Linked DNA regions of Sus scrofa: region 2 is linked to region 1. A link is a contact called in public Hi-C data. All regions are on one chromosome and are shown on one strand. Each heading gives the region's core, a stretch centred on a gene start, on an enhancer-like site or on the middle of the called end of the contact. The rest is flanking DNA. Distances are from core to core; before and after follow the strand shown. Region 1 overlaps IFT122 (intraflagellar transport protein 122 homolog). Region 2 has its middle 16 kb from the start of PLXND1.

Region 1 (3,663 bases), core at 1,111-3,610:
CCTCCCGTTCCCACAGCGGGCACAGTGAAAACACCCCCGCCATGCCTGCACAACGCAGTGTCACAAAAGGGATTTTAAAACTGCCAGTGGTTGTACAAATGCCAGGCATTATTAAAAGTAAAATCATCACACTGTAATAATTTTATTTTTAGATCTATTAAGTGTCAGGAGGATGGTAACAGAGGAGGGCTGGAAGAATGGAGAGGAGAGAGGAGGCAAGTCCAGGAAGGCACTTCCTTCTGCCCCACACAGGAGTGCCAGGAGGGGAAAAGGGTGATAGAGGACTCCTAGACTGTTTTTTTTTGTTTTTAGCCTGGAATGAAATTAGAAGTCTTCCTTAGAGAGTGTCATCTGCTTACACCCAGGCACTCAACCTCAGCCTCTTGCTGGTATCAGCCAGCCCTGCCAAGCACGGTACCTTGGGCACATCAGGTGTCAGCACGTGTTTGAAGGACAAAAACTAAACTGGAATGACCCTCCACATGTTTAATGACACTCCAACTCTGTATCCCCCAGATACTCCCTGAGAATAGAAATTACTGTGTTAAGCCCACAAGATTTTAACTACAGACTAAAACTTGATCATTTTTGCCAAATTCCAAGTGCCCACCTTTTCTTTTTCATCTGCTTTGCCAAGTCACCCAAGTACACTAGGAGGTACCGGTGTCCCCACTAGATGGCAGAGGAGAGCTGCTTAGTACGTGGGGATGCGGCCCTGCTCCGTGTTCCCACACTTCCCTTGGCTTGAGGTTATCATGGCCTTGTGACTCTGACCACTCTGACCAAGGCATCCTTGACTCTGCAGAATGTGTCAGGGCTGAAGGAACTCGGAAACAGGTTTCTCACGGTGGCAAGTCCCAAAATCCTAGCAGAGCAGGATTCCTTGCTAGCTTGTCCCTGTCCCTGGCAGCATGGCAGCAGGGAGGGTTCAGGCCCCCGGCTGGGAGTTCTCAGAGCCAGGCCTGAGACCTTGCGTGCTCCTTCTTTCCTTTCTGCCACTTTGCTCCAATATATCTGGAGACCTACTGCCTGGCAAGAAGGTATTCTGAGCCCTCCATCCCTTGCTCATGTGGACCCTGCCTGACCCGTTCAAGGGATCCCTCTCTTGTTACTGCTGTGCAAGGCTCTACTTCATCCTGCTTCCTGCTGTGGCCCATGCCCAGTGGGTCTGTGTTCTCCAGGGCGTCTGGTTCATTGTTATATAGCTCTTAGCTCAAGGAGGTTCCATGATCTGTTTAATCTCCTTGCCTCCCCTTTTAGAATATTCCGAGGGGGATGAGGGCCAGGTCCCCAGCCCCTGACAGGATGCCTGGCCCTGAAGGATGAGATGATGAAGTCACATTGTGGTCACCTGTGAGGCAGCCAGAGGCCAGATGACTTGCTCATTTCCCCATTTCTTTGGATGGAGGATGTTGTGCAGCTAAGTAGGGACACATGTGGCCAGGATTGTCATTGTGCTTTTTAAACTCTGAGGGTTCCTGGACCTGGACATTCCCCCAGGTGTGTGTCAGCCCACTTCATAGAGGGCTGTGTAAAGGAGCATGCCTGGATAGAAAGGGCAGCAAAGCCACTAAAGATCAGCCTGACGTGCAGGGTTATGCTCCTCTAAACCACTTGCAGAATCTGATAGCGCCAAGATGCTTAGCTAACTTCAATTGCCAGTGGAAAACTGCCTCAAAGTTCCTAGCAGCCCATGGGTTAAAGTCTCTGACATTACTGTACTTGTAGGATTTCCCTAAGAGTTTGGCTTCCAGGGACTGCAGTCCCTGCCTCCCCCTTCCTTCCAGAAACCATCTGTGTCCTTTGTCTCCCTCTGTGCCAGCACCACGGGCTCTGGGCACCCTGTGTTTGTGCCCCGCTGGTCAGTGTGGCTGTCCCTGGTCACTGAGGTGGGTCTGCAGTCTCTTCCCAGGCAGTCTCGCCCCATGGCTGCCACCTCAGGGCTCAGACTGGCCTTGTCTGCCCTCCTTCTTAGGGGTTCCTCCCAGCCAGCCCCATCCCTGGCTGCAGGATCCCAGCTTTGTTTCCCTAATCACAGAGTGAGTGATGAAACCAGGGCTTCTTTGCCATTCTTCGTGTGGACAGATCCCAGGGATAAAGCCGTGCCTCCCTGGGTGGCAGAACCCTCCCAAATACACGGTGATTAATCAGTGCTCGTTTCTTTCCCTCCTCATGGGCTCACTTTATAAAGCTTGACTTCCCACCCATAGCCAGTCACCCACTTGTGCAGCTAGAAGGTAGCTGATTTGCTCTTTGCTCTTTGCTCTCTTCCCCTGTAGGCCTTCACCCGAGTGCAGGACTTCCGCTATTTACAGCTCATCAGCAGCATCGAGGTGACAGATGGCGTCCTCTTCTCAGGGAAGCGCAGACATGCTGACAGTGCTGTACAGGCAGCTCTAGCAGGCGGGGCCGAGAGGACACGGGGACAGAGCCCACGGGTGTCTGGGCTTCCTGACCACAGCCTTGCGATGGGGGCAGAGTGCCACGCGGGAGAACTGGCGTGTGGGAGCAGGGAGGGCGTCTGCCACTTGGCAGCTGGGGGAGACACGGAGGCCCTTCCCTCTGAGCTTGGGTTTCTCGGTTGTGAAGTGGAATGAAACCTGCCTCCTGGGGTTGCTGGGGGGTTTAAACAGGTTCTTGGTAACTGGATTTCCTCCTCCCTGTGGCTGTTAGCTAGTTACCACCCCACAAGGCGCCCACAATGTGCCAATGTAGGAGGCATTTCTCAGACCACATGGTCCATATCCACCCTCAGCTGCAGACCCTGGGGAGGGAGGCGTGGCCCTGAACTGGGTGCTGGGGAGCTCTGATCCCTTCGCAGCCCACCTGGGGACAAAGGAGCAGAGTTGGAGGCTAGTTTTGCCCGCACCGTTTGCTAGGTGATGGCAGACAGTATTCATCATTCCCTGTGCCTTCATGCTTTCTGTCTGTCTGTGAAAAGGTGCACACATTCTTCCCCTAGCAGATTTATTGTGAGGCTATGAGAGTGTGAGACACAGTTGAATCCACATATGGAAGCAGCGAGGAGATTAGCCAGTGTCTCGTCCCTTCGATTCAGTACTGCTTTATAAACACCTGTCGTGGACCGAGCCATGTGCTGAGCCCAGTGGGCAGAGAACTGAGTGGAAGAGAGGCCTGCAGGAGCTCACAGCCTACTCGGCTTAATAATAGGTGCCATTTGCAGTGCCTGCTCTGTGAGCACACGTGATCCTGTGTACATGGTTCCAAATCCTCATAGCAACTTAATGAGGCAGCTGCTGTTCTTACCCCTGTTTGATAAATAAGGAACCTAAGGCTCAGAAAGGCTATGTCACGTCTCCAAGGCAAAAAGATCAGCTGGAATTCAAGCCAGTTCCCTTTTCCAAACTCGTGCTGTCCTTACTCCAGGCCATGCTGTTTCTGGGCACTCCACGCCCGACACCCCCTCTCCCTCCCCAGCACAGAAATAAGAGCAGCTGCACGGCATGGCAAAGGACTTGTTCAGAGTCATCTGCCCAGTATGCCCAGTACTGCTTATCGTCGGGGGCCAAGTTTGTCACCTGTTGTGGGCCGAGCCATGGATCTTCTGGATCTAGTGGTCTCAATCCAAAATCATGAAACATAATTTTCCTGTATGCAAAAGTAACCACCCTCCTTGTGGACCAGCTCTGGCCATCAATCACA
Region 2 (3,685 bases), core at 307-2,806, 130 kb after region 1:
TTCTTTTCCTCCTGCTGGCCCTGCCTGGACCTTCCTTCCCCTCACCTCCCCCCATACATCTCCCCTCCCTGACCTCCCCACCCACGCCCTGGTGGCTTCTCCAAAGACCGGAAGATGAGGTGGGAATCCAACCCCACAACTCTCAGATGAGGAGAAACTGCTCCAAAGGAAAAACAAAACAAAACAAAACAAAACGAACCCACACATATATTAATTCCATTGTTTCCACTCCCAGATCCTGCCTGAAAAACAAAAACAAAATCAAAATCAAATCCCAGCCGGGAGGCTTTCTTTTGCAAAAGCGTTCACGTAGGGGGTTGAGTGGTGAACCAGCCTGGACCCCCAGTGAGATGGAGACGGGAGACCCAGGGCCTTTGACCGTGGGCCTCCTCATGCCCCTGGGTGAGTGAGCCCTCGGTGGGTGCCCGTGCTCTTCCCTAACCAGCCCACTCAATCCCCAGGCAGCTTCCCTTCACACCCATATACCTGATGGGCTGGTCACACAGCAGAGCTGGGATTTGAATCTGGATCTCTCTGACCCCAGAACTGCTAGCTTGCCCACTGCATGCTACAGTTCACAGGGCGCTAGGAGCTGTGAATGAGGAGGAAAATGCTGGCAAACTCACCTCCTGCATGTCCAGCTGCATCTGCTAATATGACCAAGGTTGGGGAGATCACTCCTCAAGTCAACCATTTTCACATACTTGCATCGTCAAGAATGTCCACTCCACTTATGTGGAGACAGGTTAAGGGGAAGACGGACTGGGGGTTTGGGATAGAAATGTTCTAAAATCAGGTTGTGGTGGAGTTCCAGCTGTGCTCAGTGGTAACGAACCTGACTAGTATCCATGAGGATGCGGGTTTGATCCCTGGCCTCGCTTGGTGGATAAAGGATGTGGTGTAGCTGTGAGCTGTGGTGTAGGTTGCAGATGTGGCTTGGATCTGGTGTTGCTATGGCTGTGGCATAGGCCAGCAGCTACAGTTCCAATTCAACCCCTAGTCTGGCAACCTCCATATGTTGTGGGCACAGCCCTAAAGAACAAAATAAAATAAAATGAGGTTATGGTGATAGTTGTACAACTATAAATATAATAAAATTCACTGAATTAAAAAAAAAAAAGAATGTCCACTCCTGCCCCCATCCTGACTGGGTTCTTAACCTCTGACAGGGACACTGGGAGGCTCTGCAGTGAAGGGGACAGGACTGGAGGTGCAGCCCCATGGGACACTTTTCAGAAAATGGGAAGTCGAATGGGAAGTTAAAATCTGGCTCCTTCTAGCACTGTGGTCCCTTGGGAGTGTCCCTTGGAGCCTCCCCACCAAGGCCTCGCAGTGCCAGGCCCAGGCAGTGCTACCCGCCTCCCTTGGCCACCTGAGGAGGGTGTGATTAGGCCCAGTTTAGGGATGAGGACACTGAAGCCCAGCACAGAAGCAGGCCTGGTGGACCCCATGCAGGGGCCTGGTGCCTCCTTCCCACTTCCCTACAGGATTGACCTCAACAGCCCCTGGCTGGGCTTTTCCCAGAGCTGAGGCCGGAAGCACAGGTCACGAGTGTTTGTTCAGGCGAGGCTGGGGCTCCGGGCAGGCGAGGCGGAAACGGGCCACAAGATGTTTGTCCAAGTGGGGGTCAGGCTCTGCGGCCAGGAGTTAGGAGGAAGGGCCGGAGGAGGAGAGGCCCAAGTCAGCACGCCCAGGGCCTGGGCTCTGCTTCCAGGCCTTGCCTGCTTCACCCACAGGGTCAGGGCGGCACCTGGTAGGCACTTGGTGGATGAGGAATCATGGAGCAAGGAAGGAGAAGCCTGTGCCTCCCTCAGCCAGGGCCCAGGGCCCATCCCCCCACCCCACCCCCAACCTCCAATCTTTGGGAAACTTACAGGCCCCACCTCCTAAACATAACAAGAGTCTGAGCCCTGCTCCCCACCTACTCTGCTACCCAGGTCCAGCAGTCTTCTGGCCTGGTCCTGCCCTGCCCCCCCTGCCCCTTGCAGTCTATTCTTCTCTTGGCCTTGGTGCCAAAGAGATCCTCTTAACATGCAAATCAGATCTTGTCTATTCTTGCTCAACATTGACCCAGGCCCCCCACCTCCCTGAGAGCAAAAGCCATCTGTTATGGGCTGAACTGTGTCCCCCCAAATTCATAATGTCCCAACCCCCATACCTTGGAATGTAGTCTTGGAGACAGGGCCTTTTAAGAGGTGATTAAGTTAAAATGAGGTCATATGGGTGGGCCCAGGCCAACAGGACTAGTGACTAGTGACACTTAGAAGAGATGAGCACAGAGGCTTGTACACACGTGAAGAAAGACCATGTGAGGATGGAGTGAGAAGGGCTCCATCTGCAGGCAGAGGAGAGGGAGTCCTCAGGGCAAACCAGACCTGTCCGCGGGCACCTTGATCTTGGACTTCGGACCTCCAGAACTGTGAGATGAGAAATTTCTGCTGTTGAGCTGTGGGGGCTGTGTTACCCAGACCGACCAAGACAGTGTCCGATCTGGTGCCCTCACCAACCTCGGCCCCTCCCACTGTGCCCATCGCTCTCTGCAGAAGCAACATGGGCCTGGTCTCCTGGCCTTCACCTTTGCTATTCCCTCTGCCTGTTACACCCTTTTCCCAGGGCGGCTAAAATGTCCCCCTTCAAAGAGGCCCTCCCAGACCAAAGAAATCTTTGGGGCTATCATCCAACTCTCCAGCTAGACTGGGACCGCCACCAGGCCAGGGGCTCTGTGCCTGACAGTGTGCATCACACAGTGGATATGCAATAAAGATTTATTGAAGGCACGTGGGCAGGCCCCTCCTAGCATCACCTCTCCATCTTCCAAAACTCAGATCACAAGGGCTTCAGAGGCAGATCCCGGCTTCCAGGTGCCCGTGGATGCAGGCAGTGGCCCCCAGTGATCCAGCTTCCTTCCCACATCCTTAGCTTCCAAACACAGCACCTGTGTTCACTCCCCTCATTCCTCTTTCAAGGACTCTTCCAGAGGCTCTACATAGACTGAATGCACCCCTCCCCCAATTCACATGTTAACTCCTAACCCGCAAAATGATTGGTGGACTTTTGGGGTAATTAGGTCATGAAGGTGGAGGCCTCATGAATAGGATTAGTGCCCTCAAAACAGAGACCCCAGAAAACTCACTTGTTCCTCCTTCCATGTGAAGGCACATGGGGAGCACAGCCACATACCAGTTGGGAAGGAGGCTCTTGGCAGGCACCAATACTGCTTCTACATTGATTTTTGACTTCCCAGTCTCTAGAACTGTGAGAAATAAAAGTTGTTAATACACCACTCAGTCTAGGTAGCCTGTCTTAGCAGCCTGAGTGGACCAAGACAGGCTCCTTGTTGGAGATGGCTGAGCAGGGTGACCCAGCAGGAAGACCCAGGGTGAAACCCTACCCCATCCCTTTGACCTGGGACTCAGCGCCAGCTCCTTCCCCTGGGGGCTGGACATCTGGGAAGGACGGAGCGTAGGAAGGTTGAAGACAGGCATCTATCTACCCGGAGTGTGCACATCACTGACCAACCCCAGGACCACTTCCTGTACCGGAATACTGCCTGGAGGTAGGATGAGAAAAGGATGGGAACCTGCCGGGACTTCCTGAAGGCAGGGGTACTCTGGGTGTTTGCACATTTGTTGAGTTAATAAACACTCCCTTGAGACAACTCCATACCCACTCCAGTGGCTGAAAT

The links. A called contact is a pair of places that touch in the nucleus more often than the background predicts.
Region 2: a Hi-C map of liver shows a contact between it and region 1, with 6 times the contacts expected there. The contact joins two enhancer-like sites. A contact is called at or near these places in 2 of 5 promoter capture datasets (fetal skeletal muscle and liver), 32 of 47 Hi-C or Micro-C datasets (adipocytes, adipose tissue, alveolar macrophages and 16 more) and 2 of 2 datasets of contacts at active chromatin or transcription factors (alveolar macrophages and skeletal muscle).

The regions. Positions count from the first base shown.
Region 1 is chr13:68,875,656-68,879,318 of Sscrofa11.1, forward strand. It overlaps IFT122 (intraflagellar transport protein 122 homolog), which reads left to right. Exons shown (of 30, transcript XM_021069363.1): 16 at 2,280-2,333. Among named protein-coding and RNA genes, the nearest start is that of RHO, 31 kb to the right of the region's middle. Within about 2 kb of position 2,361, at least 29 of the 83 cell types and tissues checked have an H3K27ac peak or open chromatin away from gene starts, as enhancers often do. A contact at or near this core is called in fetal liver, liver, retroperitoneal adipose tissue and 1 more, where this site is marked.
Region 2 is chr13:69,010,770-69,014,454 of Sscrofa11.1, forward strand. No RefSeq gene overlaps it. Among named protein-coding and RNA genes, the nearest start is that of PLXND1, 16 kb to the left of the region's middle. Within about 2 kb of position 1,557, at least 28 of the 83 cell types and tissues checked have an H3K27ac peak or open chromatin away from gene starts, as enhancers often do. A contact at or near this core is called in fetal liver, liver, retroperitoneal adipose tissue and 1 more, where this site is marked.